2 separate regions of the Mus musculus genome follow, and region 1 is linked to region 2. Evidence: chromatin contacts called from public HiChIP or PLAC-seq data. All regions are on one chromosome and are shown on one strand. The core of a region is the stretch at or near the end of the contact, and the rest is flanking DNA. Distances in the headings are between cores, read along the strand shown.

Region 1 (7,180 bases), core at 3,286-5,785, 62 kb before region 2:
AATGGGCACATGAACAAAGTGGTCATGGTGGTCGAGATGGAGGTTATGCTTGGGCTCAGCAACACGGGCTTCCACTCACCAAAGCTGACCTGGCTACTGCTGCTGCTGATTGCCAGATCTGCCAACAGCAGAAACCAACACTGAGCCCCAGATATGGCACCATTCCTCGAGGTGACCAGCCAGCAACCTGGTGGCAGGTTGACTACATTGGACCACTTCCTTCGTGGAAAGGACAGCGTTTTGTTCTTACTGGAGTAGATACTTATTCTGGTTATGGATTTGCCTTTCCTGCACGTAATGCCTCTGCTAAAACCACCATTCACGGACTGACAGAATGCCTCATCTATCGTCATGGTATTCCACACAGTATTGCTTCTGACCAAGGAACTCATTTCACAGCCAGAGAAGTACGACAGTGGGCCCACGATCATGGAATACACTGGTCTTACCACATTCCCCATCATCCTGAAGCAGCTGGGCTGATAGAAAGATGGAATGGCCTTTTGAAGACGCAGTTACAGCGCCAATTAGGTGGTAACAGCTTGGAAGGCTGGGGTAGAGTTCTTCAGAAGGCAGTATATGCTTTGAATCAGCGCTCGATATATGGTACAGTTTCACCCATAGCCAGGATTCATGGGTCCAGGAATCAAGGGGTGGAAAACGGAATAGTTCCACTTACTATCACTCCTAGTGACCCTCTAGGAAAATTTTTGCTTCCTGTCCCCATAACTCTAGGTTCTGCTGGCCTAGAAGTTTTGGCTCCAGAGAGGGGAGTGCTCCTACCAGGAGCTACAACAAACATTCCATTGAACTGGAAGCTCAGACTTCCCCCTGGTCATTTTGGGCTTCTAATGCCCTTAAACCAACAGGCTAAAAAAGGAATAACAGTGTTAGGAGGGGTGATAGATCCAGATTACCATGGGGAAATTGGATTACCTCTTCACAATGGTGGTAAGCAAGATTATGTCTGGAGTGTAGGAGATCCCTTAGGGCGTCTCTTAGTACTACCATGTCCTGTGATTAAAGTCAATGGGAAACTACAACAGCCTAATCCAAGCAGGATGACAAAGGACACAGACCCATCAGGAATGAAGGTATGGGTCAATCCTCCAGGAAAAGAGCCAAGACCTGCTGAGGTGCTGGCTGAAGGTGAAGGAAATACAGAATGGGTAGTAGAGGAAGGTAGTTATAAATACCAATTAAGGCCACGTAACCAGTTGCAGAAACGAGGATTATAAAGTAATATGAATGCCCATTGTAAATTTACTAATGCGTTTGCGATTGTACGAGGGATAGTTATATCATGTTAGGCGTATTTACAACCTTGTTATTGTTTTATGTGAACATGAGATATTATTTGTGTCAAGTTGACAAGGGGTGGATTGTAGTGGCTATTCCTGGTTGTCAACTTGACAATATTTGGAATGAATTACAATCCGGAATTGGAAGGCTCACCAGTGACCCTTATCTGGAGGCTTGGAGATCCTTATCTGGATCTTGGTTTGAAGATCTTGAGCCACAGTGGCTATGAATTCCAGAAGATTGAATCTCCGAGTTTAAGGAACACACATTTAATCTGGGCTACGCCTTTCATCTGGGATTAAAGGTGTGGTGGAACACACCTTTAATCTGGGCTACACCTTCTGCTGGAGACAATATAAGGACATTGGAAGAAGGGAGTCTAGCTTCTTGCTCTTGCTCCTTCGCCTGCTTGCTGCGTGAGACTGAGTAACTGCTAGATCCTTGGACTTCCATTCACAGCTGCGACTGAACAATTGTTGGGAATTGGCTGCCGACTGTAAGTCATCAATAAATTCCTTTACTATCTAGAGACTATCTGTAAGTTCTGTGACTCTAGAGAACCCTGACTAATATAAGAACTATCATTAAAATAGACTTTGAAAAAAAGTAAAGTTATGCGTGACCACTCCAACGTATGGTTTACAGGAAGGGTTTTATTATAGATATGAGAGAGAGAGAGAGAGAGAGAGAGAGAGAGAGAGAGAGACTGAGCGTGGCCACCAGACTGGACCTGGCTAGGGGGGAAGCAGGAGCCAAGCAGAGACAGAAGTGCAGGGGGAGGTGGAGGGGGTGGGGGGGAAGAGAGGGAAAGCAGAGACAGGGAGATCAAGGTGGGGGGAGGTTACCAGGAGGTGTGGCTGGGGGGAGGGAAACCTGTGGGCTGCAGGGAGTTTAGGGTAAGAGAGGAAGTGAGAAGGGCTAGCAGGGTGCTAGCCAGACTCTGAACTCTGTTAAGAGGTACTTGAGATACTGAGGGAGCCTGGAGGCCAGCATAGGCTTTGGTATACTAACTGGAAGCTCAGGTAGCCATTTATCCCTTCTCTGCCTTTTGGAATTTGGGGAAGTGGAATTTCCTTGGGATCCGACAGTTGGGTCTACCCAGAGAGGTACAACTGTTCCTTTATTCTTTCTTAGGATGCTGTCCGGAGCCTAGGTCTTCTTTTTCTGGTAATTTAGGATTCCTTATTTTTCTCTAAAGCTCTGGTCTCCATCATGTGGCTGTCTTTCATGCCTGCTTAACTCAAACAACATGGAATGTTTCCTTCTTGTCTCCATTCTCCCCCTTGAGATTACAGCTTGCCTACCCTAGTATTTGTTTGGTTTTGTTTAAAAAAACAAACAAATGTCTATAGCATTGTCTTCTTTTAGTAAACTTTGATCTTTGATCTGGCAGTAGTGGCACACACCATTAATCCCAGCTCTTGGGAAGCTGAGGCAAGTGGATCTTTGGGTTCAAACAAGGCCAGTCTGATCTACAGAGTCTGAGGCCAGCCTAGTATACATTATGAGTTTCAGGACAGCCCAAAGACAAGGCTGCTGTTGGGTCCCAAAGAAGCCAGGGACAAATAGGTAACTATGGTTTCTATTACACCAAAGTACACGCTGGCAGCAGAACTCGTTATCTATGGCTTTCCTTAGCTCTTTTCACCCTATCTCCAAACTGCTCCAGCTCAGGGCTTCCCTTCCCTTCTCCAGCTTCTGACTCCTATACTATATAACCCAGCCATTTTGGCCATGAGCTTTCTTGGTTCTCTTGACTCTGGCTCTGGCTCTGGTTCTCTCTCTCTCTCTCTCTCTCTCTCTCTCTCTCTCTCTCTCTCTCTCTCTCTCTCTCTCTCTCTCTCTCTCTCCATCTCTCACTCTCCCTCCCCTCCTCTCCCTTCATAGCCCTGTTCAGTCTGCTGTTTAGCTTGCTCTATTTTCTTCCTGCACTAGACCCTTCCAGATGCCTCTGGCTGTGTTCTCCCTCACACACAGAGTAGGAACTGCCTCAGCCATTCCTTGGAGTGGTCATGTGTTGTGTCCGGCCAGCAGACCACAACCTGGGTTCTAGCCTGGAAAGGCATTTTGGAAACCTGGAAGAGAAGAGGGGCTAGGTGGCGAGAGAAAAGAATGTAGCCAAGACAGTTACTCTGATCAAGGCTCAAATTTTATTGTTGCGACACTAGTTATGAAGGAAGGGGGAGGGGACCCGATTCCCGCGGAATAATCTCTGGTCCAGTAGAAAGGTGCACGTGTGTGGCTCCGCAGGTTCCAGCAGTGGGCGTGGCAGAACGAATGAGCAGGAAGCTCCACCCCTGAGCAAGCAGGTTTCAGGCTAGGGGAGGGGAGACTGCAGTCATGTGCTGATTTCATTCAGTTACCACATCCTGACCAAATGAGGTGAGAAAGTGGTCTTCTTGTTTCTCCTACACTGCTCTAAGAAGTCTCTTGTCATTTCTTTGGTCCTCACGTGTAGGTAATATGCTTACAGTAAACTGTGTGTATTTCCACCACACACTTGACACACGGTATCACAATGAACATTATGACTATTTCTCTAGTGCTTTGTAAACTCTGAGAGCAGGGCTGTCTTTATTCTATCTCTCTCAGGAACAAAGGAATCTCCGAAAGGAACAAAGCTGGGGTCCTACACAGAAGCGCGCGGGGGCAAGGCAAGTTAGTGCAGCTCTTAGGGAACTGTGTGACGATCTTCATTTTCCTTCTCACTGGAATTCTCTGTTTGGGGCAGGACAGATTATCTTGGGAAGAAAACTGTCCCAGCAGACATTCCCCTCTGAATTGAGCAAGGTCCGCTGTAATCTCATAAGAATCTGTTTTTGCTATGGAAGCACTCTATCAATAACCCAGGACAGTAATCCCAGCAGGTAGGAGGTAGAGGCAGGAGGATCAGGAAATAATGGACATTTCTAGAGTGGTAAAGGCCAACCTGGGCTACATGAGACTTCTTTTTTTATTAATTACATACAAATGACTTAAGCTATTTGGGTTATAGATCAAGAAGCTACAAATCTGGTGCAACCATCTTAAATTTACAGGAAACACTTTTGTTTTTATTGCTCTAATTTCCCGACTTTGCAGGATTTTACCGGTCGGGAGAAGCAGGGACTACAATTCCCATAAAACCTCTGGGTACTGGGTAACGCCTGCCAGACGCAACCGGACTGCGTTTCCTAGCGAGCCTCCTGACGCGGCGTTTGCGTGGTCCGACCGGAAATTCGGTTGTTAGATCAAGCGGTGGTACAGCAGGCTGCGCAGCAAGTACAAAGGTACCACCCTAGGGTTCGGAGAGACGATAGGGCTCTGACTCAGCCAAAAGGACCAAGTTGTACATTTTCCATTTTTCAGCTCCCAGCCATGCTTTCCCAGTGCCCTTAGTGCCTAGCGCTCTGGCCGCTCAATCGCCTTTGTCTCTCCGCTACCGGCGTAGAAGCCGCGTTAACCCGCCACGCAGAGTAGAGGCGGTTCCAGGGTGTGCTTGTCTGGGGTGCGTGGGCAGGGTGTGTGGACTCAGTCCCGTGTCCTTCGTTTCTCCGCAGCGAATGCTAAGTGCGCGATCGGCCCAGTGCATGGTCTCCATGGCCACGCGCTCGTGTGTATCGCGGGGCAGCGCGGGATCTGCGGCTGCAGGACCAGTGGAAGCCGCTATTCGCGCCAAATTGGAGCAAGCCCTGAGCCCCGAGGTACTGGAGCTGCGCAACGAGAGCGGTGGCCACGCAGTCCCAGCAGGCAGCGAGACGCATTTTCGCGTGGCGGTGGTGAGCTCTCGTTTCGAGGGGATGAGCCCCTTGCAACGGCACCGGTTGGTCCACGAGGCACTGTCGGAGGAGCTGGCTGGACCGGTACATGCCCTGGCCATCCAGGCGAAGACCCCCGCCCAGTGGAGAGAAAACCCACAGTTGGACATTAGTCCCCCCTGCCTAGGTGGGAGCAAGAAAACTCGAGGGACCTCTTAATAAATACCTGGATTGGGAGAACGATCCGAATGGGTCGACTGAGAATAAACTACTACATCACTACTACCTTATTCCTTGATTTGTACGGACCAGGAGCTCTGCCTTTTCTGCTAATGAACACCATGCAGAGGCAAAGACACCTCTGGTGAAAGCTAAGCTAGCCCAGGGAGAGAGCAGCCACTCCCTCCCTCTTGCCCTTGCCTGGGCTAGACTAGAGAAAGGTCCTGATGAATCGGAAAGGGCCATGATAATAAAAGAGAAGCTGGTGCATGAGGTCAAACGGTGCTCTTAATACCTGTTAAATTGGAGCTACACATCATTAGTGCATATGGGGGCTGGGGGAGGTTGCATAACACCACTGCGCACTTGGGTGTCAGAGAGTAATTTTCGGAGTTACTCCTCCCCCAGTTGCATGGTTCTGGAATTGAACTCAGAGAGGCCATCAGGTTTACACAGCTGTTAGGTCCCTACAGACGTTCTTATGAGAAGAAAATTACCTGTAGGCTAGAGAAGGGATTTGTGAGGAAGTGAACTATCTGGGTTTTGCAAGGATACCAAAATTAACCCGGAAAAGAGGGAATTCCTGCATTTGAAGCAGGAAAAGAACCGAAATAAACATTGGCTAGGTTTGGGGAATGGAGATGGCTCAGTGGTTAAGAGTACTGACTGCTCTTCCGAAAGTCCTGAGTTCAGTTCCCAGCAATCATATGGTGGCTCACAACAATCCGTGATGAGATGTGGCGCCCCCTTCTGGAGTGTCAGAAGACAGCTACCATGTACTTACATATAATACACCTTTAATAATTACACACACCTTTAATTCCAGCATTAGGAGCAGAAAAGAAAAAAGAGAAATGTAGCGCAGCGTGGACTTGAGGCAGGAGAATCGAGGACAAGCTGCAGGTAGCAGGGATTCCCAAAAGAAATTGCTTAAAACTGGGGGGCCAGAGAAGTGGTGGAACACTTTCTGCTCTCCAGAGGATCCAGAGTTGATTCCCAGCACCCACTTGGTGACTCACGAAGGACTGGAACTCCAGTTGCAAGGGATCTAATGCCCTCTTCTGGCCTTGGTGGGTACCAGGCACATGGTGCATATATACATATGCAGGCAAAATGCTCATGCAAATAAAATATGTTTATGTCGATTTTTGCAAGAATAACAAGGGCTCTTAACCGTCTAGAGCCAGAATAAGTAAATGTTTTTAAATAAACAAAATGTAGGTTTGAGGTACCCCATTCCATGTTGATAAGAGAAGGAATTGTTTCTCCAACACTAGTTTATCTTCCCCAGATAGTCAGTATGGGAGAATGAATGAAGAAGCCAGGAGCAGACACAGCCACTTTGGGTTTTAAGGGTTCGAACCCTTTATTTTTCAGCAGTATTTTTCATTTCATTTTTTTTTTCACATCAATGGAGTCAGGTTTAGGGTTCCCCAGGAGACAGGAAGGTGGATGTGTATCCCCTGGGGATGCAGTAAGGGAGAAGGCTACGTCCAGCCACGGAATGGTGAAAGAAGGGTCGCACATTCACACACTGGGCACTGGAGGAGAAGGCAGTCCTTTGAGCACAGACACTAGAGTTAAACAGTCACCACCTGGTTCAGTTACAAAATCGGAATGGCCTTAGGGTTGAGGGCACCAGACGTAGCGTACGGAGGGTGAATTTAGATTTTTTTTTCTTTTTGTGGTTAGTTTAACTTCCTTTTAACTTTTTTTTTTTTTAACATTTTACAAACAGCTAAAAACTACAACACGTCACAGCTACGTTGGGAGTGGAGAGAGAGTACCAAAGAAAGCAGCCACACAGAGTAGGGTAGGACGGGGGCAGCTCTACCTACAAGGCTGTTCTGTGGAAGGGCAAAACGGGGAAACTGAGGCTTCTGGTCCCTGCATTAGGGGTCCCTCACGACCCAGCCTTTTTG
Region 2 (7,386 bases), core at 501-3,000:
AACTTTGAGTGTGTTGTTGGGCACATGTGTGGTATATATGTGTTGTATGTGCATACAAATGCATATAGATGCTAGAACAAGTGGGTAGTATATATGTATAGCGTGTGCATAATGGCTAGAGGACAAGATCAGGTATGATTATTTTAGTGGGCTAATCTAACTTTCCCCTTGACTTACCTGAATATAAATTCACAATGAAGCAAGCACCTAATACATACAAGGTGACCAGGGAATCTGTGGTTTCAATAGAAGCAACTAAAATGGAGGGTTTACAGCACTCAAAACATTTTTCTGATCCCCTTAAAATGTTCCAAATCACCCTAATGGGATTTTGCTTTCTCTTTTCTCACTTTCTCCTTACCTTCTAGAAGATCTCGAGCCAGCCCTGGCTCTGCACCTGTGGAACGAACAAAATCCGACAGGACAGCATCCATGTCCAGGGTCATGGGATCATCAGGTACTCTCAGGCAGCAGGATGTGAGCAGAACATAGATCCAAATCCAGGCTCTGACCTGAAAAGGAGATGCATGCACAAGGCTCACCTAACCAGAACAGCATCATCACAGCCCGATTTCAACAGTCTCTTAACACATGCTAACTGTTCTGGTTCCTTCATTCCAACTGAATTTTCAAACAAAAAATAAATTTTTTCATGAAGAATCACATTTCATTTCCTTGTTAACAATATTTTAATACCTACAGTAACTACAAACTACTCAACAAAGCTTTGCTTCTGCTTTTTTCATTGTTTTGGTTTGATTTTTAAGGAGAAAGGCACTGAGGATGTAGCCCAGGGATTGCATATACTAGGAAGTGCTCTATACCCACCCTAGTGCCATGTCTGCCCCTCCAGTCTAAAGGGAGAAGGCAGCAATCTGCTGCCCTAGAAAGCTCTCTGACCTACAATATTTCCTAAATGGCGCCATGCTCATGTCCCTCCTGAAACATATTGATTATTAAGGGTTTTTGGTTTTGTAGACAATGCTTCGTATGTAGCTCAGGCTAACCTCAAACCTGTAGCAATCATCCTGTCTCAGCCTTGTGAATGCTGATATTACAGGTATGTGCCACCATGCTCTGGCTTTCTTCTGAACGTACTTTAATCACTCTTTGCCTAGCCTTTGATTTTCTTTTTCTTTTTTTTTTTTTTTTAAAGATTTATTTATTTATTATATGTAAGTACACTGTAGCTGTCTTCAGACACACCAGAAGAGGGAGTCAGATCTCGTTACGGATGGTTGTGAGCCACCATGTGGTTGCTGGGATTTGAACTCTGGACCTTCGGAAGAGCAGTCAGGTGCTCTTACCCACTGAGCCATCTCACCAGCCCTAGCCTTTGATTTTCATGTCAAATTTTTGGAAATAGGAAGTTGCATGTCTTCTTTACTGATCTATCCTCAGGATGAACTACTTGACACAGTACAAGGCACACTGGCCCTTAGTAGATACTTATTAAACAAAATAACACTATACAGCAGATGACTTCAAGGCTGACTAATATTCTCATGCTAGTTGAGAAAACAGGAAGAGTAAACTGAATGCTGAAACTTCTCAAAATAACAAACTATTCCACACTCTGAGTGGAGATCCCAGAGGCTCATCCCAACAGTCACTAACTGCAGAACTCAGGAAACACAATCAGAAAGAGTTGTCTCCCAGGACAAACGAGTGCCAGTTTACCTGAGAAAAGATCCCTCTTTCAGACTTGACTTTAGCAGAAACTATGTCCCTGACCTGACAGCCTGGCACCATGTCAACATTCCTCTGAGGTTAATAGTCCCAGCTGAGAAAGCAAAAATAGGGTGGAGATCCACCTCTGACCACACTCATTAGTCTTACGGTGCTCTGTAGAAGGGGCTCGTTCATAAAGTGCCCAGGTATCCAACTGTCTCATTGCACCCACTAATCATCTTTTTGGAAAAGACAAAACCAGAATTGTTGAAAACAACAGATGACTCAGACAATACATTCCTCCGAAAACCTAAAGCCTAAGCATGACCTCCAAGGATTTTTTTCTTCACTCCTCTTCTATCCCTTAATACAACTTTTTTGTAGTATGATCTGATTCCATTTTTCTACATTTTTAGAACTAGTAAGGCAAATAGCAAATTTTTGTGGGTTGTAAAAATTATAAGTCTCTAACCTGATAACTGAATTGTTTTGTTGGTGGTAGTTCTTTGGATTTTTTTTTTTAAAAGAGAAATCACTATTTCTTATAGTGCTCTAATAATACAAGAAACCAATGGGTACAGAGCATGATTTATTCATATCCCTAGTCCAACACTGAGCAAGGTATCTACAATATAATAGGCAGTTATAAATACCTAGTGACTAAATTCATTATAAACAAATGTCTAATTTGCATCTGTTTCACTATCCTAAGCACCAAGCCAGCAATCCAGCCTAAGGTAAACAGCCCCTGCTGTTAATCTCACACTAATCCAGAACTACATGAAGAGCTTCTGGCCAAGCTTTCTATGAAGTGACCCAGCCCCCTTGCAACTTGTGCCTAAGAATTGAGTTTCAAGCTCTTAGTGACAGGGAGATCTCTAAGGTCTGCCCTGGGCAGGACAGCAGACAACATGGACTTCTACAACTTTCCCCCAAGCCTCTGAATAAAGTGTTTCAACAACAACAACAATAAAAAGTATTGAATTTCAAGGCAGGCAAGTATTACACATTTCTAACATCAGCACTCAAGAGGCAGAGGCGAGAGGATTGAGAATTCAAAGCTACAAAGAAAGACCCTGTCCAAAAAAAAAAAAAATTAAATGCTTTCAGAATTCACAGGTGAATGAAAGGCTTTTCATCTAATGCAAATGAGAATTCTCTCCAAAGCCCACTGTATTCACCACTTTGTCACAGGACATGGGCACTATCCAAGTAACAAACATAAATAGTCCAAAATTAAGAGACTAACTCCAAAATGAACTTAAATCTTTACTCTTAAAAAATAAAATAAGGTAAACTTGTGTGGTGGCTCAGGTCTTTAATACTAGAATTCTGAAAGCAGAGGCAGGCAGGTAATTCCCTGTGAGTTCGAGGCCAGCTTGGTCTATGTAATGAGTTCGAGGGCAGATAGAACTATGACACCCTGCCTCAAACAAACAAACAGACAGACAGACAGTCAAGCCACTGTAAGCTACTCTAACAGCTTTCTGAAAGGACGTGGGAAAGACGAAACAGCACACACAGCGCTCCGTGGAACGAAGGAGACTGAGCCACAGGCATGCAAACAATTTCCAGCCAGATCGAGAGAGGCTCCTGAGGGAGAAGCAAACAAAAACCATCAGTGTCATGGCATCCGGGATCTTACATGGAAACAGAAGGTAGGCCGCTCAATTCCAAACATCTAAAATAAACAAATAACTCCTATCAGGAAAGACTGGCTCTTCAGCAAAAAATGTGAAGCACTAAAGCAAACTTCTTGGCAGCTCATTCTTGTATTGGATTCTCCAATACATGGTTGGACTGTGACCTTCGCCCAACAGAAGGACAGCAGATCTTGTTACAACATCACAACACCTGGCTGATGCTTCTCAAATTCCAAGTGAGGATACCGAAGCCAATTACGAAGACTCAGCTAGCCCTGTCTCAACACACAGGAAGGAAAACCCCAAACAAAAAAACAAACACAACCTTCAGCTTTTCAAATAAAAGGGAAGCAGCACTCAAATATTTGTTGACTGTGTGGTTTATAGATGGATTCAGTCAAAAGCATCCAGTTTTCCTAGTAGAAGGGCTGTCACCAATTACTCAGTCCCATGTCTGACCCCACCAAAGAACTCTTCTAGTACATCTCTAGCAGATTGTCCAGTTCCCAAGTGAATACAAGCTCTGACAGGGAGCTCATTACTTTCAGATCCAACTGTAATAAGTTGTTTTTTCTAAATAAAAGCCAAACCTATCACTACACTCCTCCCCCTAATAATGTTCACATACTGGTTCTTATTCAGTTCTACTGAACAACAAAATTGACTCCTGAGAATGATGGACTTTTCAATGGAAATTAAATCATTTCTTTACAAAATTACTTGTTGCAGCCAAACATCATTATCGTGAGCCAGGTGCTTTTATAAACTCTTTGCCTGGATCTGTCTTTACTTGTACCTATATTCATTTATAAATGTTGGTGCTGATCATAGCTATAAACTCCAGAACTGCATAAACAGAGTATCTTGCTCAAAATTCAATTCTGCCTCTTACCCTGCTTCCACTTTCAGGCTCTCCTGAAGACAGAACCAAGAACAAGCTAGTATTCCTTAAGCTCTTTCAATGACAACTCAACAGCTGTGCACTCAGCAGCACACAAGGCTAGCAACGCCTCCTGCCAACTGCCACATACTATCATATTTGCTCAACAATGAAAACAAAAAGCCAGGTGAATAGCTTGTCTGAATGTAGAAAGTCTGAATGCATATCTTCCTGCTGGCCTCCACCGTTTCCAAAGGGATGAAGGCATGACACAGAAAGGGAGCACAGCCGCACTCAGTGTTAGGGAACACAGTCGCAGGCTCAGTGTTTCCTCACTTCAAGTCCTGCCATTTTCCTGAGAAATGTTAATGCTCATCTGTAATCCATCTACCTTAGAGTTTCATAATATCTAAAACCTTTCATCTCTATTGAGATCATTCAAAACCATTTTCACTGGTAGACTGAAATGCTAGCATTTTACTCTACATTTTTCTTTTCTTTTCTCTTTTCTTTTCTTTTTTAAAAGACAGCGCCGCTACACAGCCTTCAATGGCCTAGAGCTTCCTATGAAACCCAGGCTGGCCTCCCACTTGTAGTGATCTTCTTACCCTTGCCTCCTGGGTACTAGGATTACATGTGCAACCACCACACCAAGTTTCCAGCTCTTCTCCATTCTACAGCTACTCTCTTAGTCTCTACAGCATCTACTCCCTTAACCACATCATGCTTGGGACAATAAAAAGTCCATCAACTGCCAACGGAACATTGGGCACTATGCTCAAGATTAAACATGAACAGTGAACCAGACACAATCTCCGTGCTTATAAAATATCTACAGTAAAAAGGAAAAAATTATAAACTCTCACAATAATAAATACTGAAGACGAGGATGTTATCTCCCGTAAGGCAGGAGAAGCCGCCACAGGGACGTGGTACTTAACTAAGAACTGGACAGTGAGCAACTAGAGAGATAGCCTGGAATTAAGATAGCTCCAAGCCGACAAAGCAGTTTGTGAGAGGTGAGAGCTGTAGAAAACACAGACAGGACCTAGCAGACCCTGGGAAAATTTGAGGTTTTCGAATTGTGAGCACAGGTGGAAAAGAATCAGAAATGAATTATTAACATACCAGAATGATACGGTTTTAAAGACCTTTGCTGTTGGCGTTGTTACAACCATACTGACTCTGGTGAGAAGAGTCTGAGACAGCAGCAGACTTAGGAAATGAATGATGAACTAGATTAGGATGACAGCAGAGTAGGGAACCTGAACAGACTCGCTTCTTACCCCTTCTTGCAGAACTGAAAGGGAAACCAATGACTGATCACTTAAATAATCTGCAAAAACCTAGTTTCTTTTTTAAAGATTTATTTTCATTATATGCATGAGTGTTTTATCTACAAGTATGTATGTATACTACATGTATGTCTAGTGCTCAGAGGTCAAAAAGGGACACTGGATTCCTGGAAATCTAGAATTATAGATAGTTGTGAGCCACCATGTAGGTTCTGGGAACCAAACTCGGGTCTTCTCCAAGAGTAGCAAGTGCTTTTTTTTTTTTTTCCCTGGGCTTTTTGAGACAGGGTTTCTCGATGTAGACCAGGCTGTCCTGGAACTCAGAAATCCCCTTGCCTCTGTTTCTTAAATGCTGGGATTAAAGGCATGAGTCACCACTGCTGGGCATCAGCAAGTGCTCTTAACCATTAAGCCGCCTCTACTACTCAAAACCTAGTTTGTTTGTTTTCTTTCTTTCTTTTTAATTTGTCCACATAGCTTTTTAATTTGAAACGTGAAGAAGAAATGTACTTGTGTACTAGGTAAAATGGATTTATATAAATGTTTATTTTAGTTTAATGAATTTACAAAAATTTAAAGACCCAAAAGTAATTTGTTAGGCATTTTTATAGATTTCTTATCACTGTGATAACAAAGTTCAACAAATTGTGTGGCTTAAATACCACTTTGCAGTTTTATACTCTTTTTTAAAAATTAATCATTTTGTTTACATTTCAAATGATATCCCCCTTCCCAGTTTCCCCTCTACAACCTCCCCATCCCCTACCCTCCCCCCTTTTCCTCTATGAGGGGCTCCTCCACCCACTCACCAACCCACTCCTGCCTTATTGCTCTAGCATCCCTCTACACTGGGGCATTAAGCCTCCACAGGACCAAGGGCCTCCCCTCCCTCTTATGCCAAACAAGGCCATCCTCTGCTAAATGTGTATTTGGAGCCATGGATCCCTCCATGTATAGTCTTTGGTTGGCAAAACCTAGTTTCTTTACTATTCTGTTTTGGCTACCCAACTTGGATGGGTCCTCTACTCAATTTCTCTACCACTAGATAGAGTTACTGAGCAAAATAAGATCAAATAATTCTGTAGATCAGTATGCCAAATAAAGTATATTTAGTTTTCTCTCTTTCATCAAAACACCATTATCTTCTACTTGCCTCTGTTACACCATGAAGTTGTCTCAGGACAGTCTCACACCTTCACCACTTTTTTCTGAGCCTCCTACTCAAGAAGCTGTCTCACTTACCCTTAGCAAAGGATCTTGCTCTCACTGCAAAGAAACAGGAAAATTATAAAGCAAGGAAAGGACCTCCTTTAGGTTTCCTCTCTTTCCCTTCATGCACATTTGTGTGGTGTGAATAAGAATGACCCCATAAGCTCATATATGTGACTGCTTAGCAACAGGGAGTGGCACTATTGGAAAAGATTACAAAGATTAGGAGGAAGTGGGTCCCTGGGGGGCGAGGGGGGGTAGGTGCTGAGGCCCATGCCAAGCCTGGATTGTCTCTCTCTCTCTGCCTATGGAGCAGTTTGGAGCTCTTCAGCTACTGCTCTAGCACCTGCCTAAGTACACCATGCTCCCCACCTCTGAACTGTAAGCAAGTCCCACTTTAATGTTTTGTTTTATAGGAGCTGCCTTGACTATGTTGTCTTCCCAACAATAGAAGAATGAATAAGATGTCCTACTCAAATGGCTTCCCCGGGGAGGACAGTGGCATCGCAGGGCCTTTCACAATCCTCCTCCTCCTCAGCTCTCCTAGGCCACCTCAGGGACTCTGCCTGCTTCTGCACTAAGGTTAAGCACAGAGTTCTGGCTAGAAGCCCTCCACTTCTTACTCTGTAGCATCTTCTTGAGAAACTTCATTCTCAATCCTGGCCACCCAAATGCTGATGATTTTAAA

Evidence for each region. HiChIP or PLAC-seq counts read pairs in DNA pulled down with a chosen protein or histone mark.
Region 1: a contact with region 2 is called in an H3K4me3 HiChIP or PLAC-seq map of bone marrow-derived macrophages, with 2.4 times the contacts expected there. The contact joins the promoter of Bola1 here to the enhancer-like site in region 2. A contact is called at or near these places in 3 of 39 promoter capture datasets (frontonasal cranial neural crest, hematopoietic stem and progenitor cells and macrophages), 2 of 484 Hi-C or Micro-C datasets (bone marrow-derived macrophages and forebrain), 6 of 115 datasets of contacts at active chromatin or transcription factors (CD8 T cells, the SCID.adh cell line, bone marrow-derived macrophages and 2 more) and 3 of 9 other capture datasets (adipose tissue, liver and pancreatic islet).

What each region holds. Positions count from the first base shown.
Region 1 is chr3:96,194,941-96,202,120 of GRCm38.p6, reverse strand. Bola1 (bolA-like 1 (E. coli)) reads left to right here and starts at 4,535. Exons shown (of 2, transcript NM_026975.2): 1 at 4,535-4,571; 2 at 4,842-5,533. The coding sequence starts at 4,845. The coding sequence ends at 5,258. Sv2a (synaptic vesicle glycoprotein 2 a) reads right to left here. Exons shown (of 13, transcript NM_022030.3): 13 at 6,938-7,180.
Region 2 is chr3:96,129,600-96,136,985 of GRCm38.p6, reverse strand. It overlaps Otud7b (OTU domain containing 7B), which reads right to left. Exons shown (of 12, transcript NM_001025614.1): 2 at 362-512. The coding sequence starts at 446. Among named protein-coding and RNA genes, the nearest start is that of Mtmr11, 29 kb to the left of the region's middle. Within about 2 kb of position 1,750, at least 25 of the 459 cell types and tissues checked have an H3K27ac peak or open chromatin away from gene starts, as enhancers often do. A contact at or near this core is called in bone marrow-derived macrophages and pancreatic cancer cells, where this site is marked.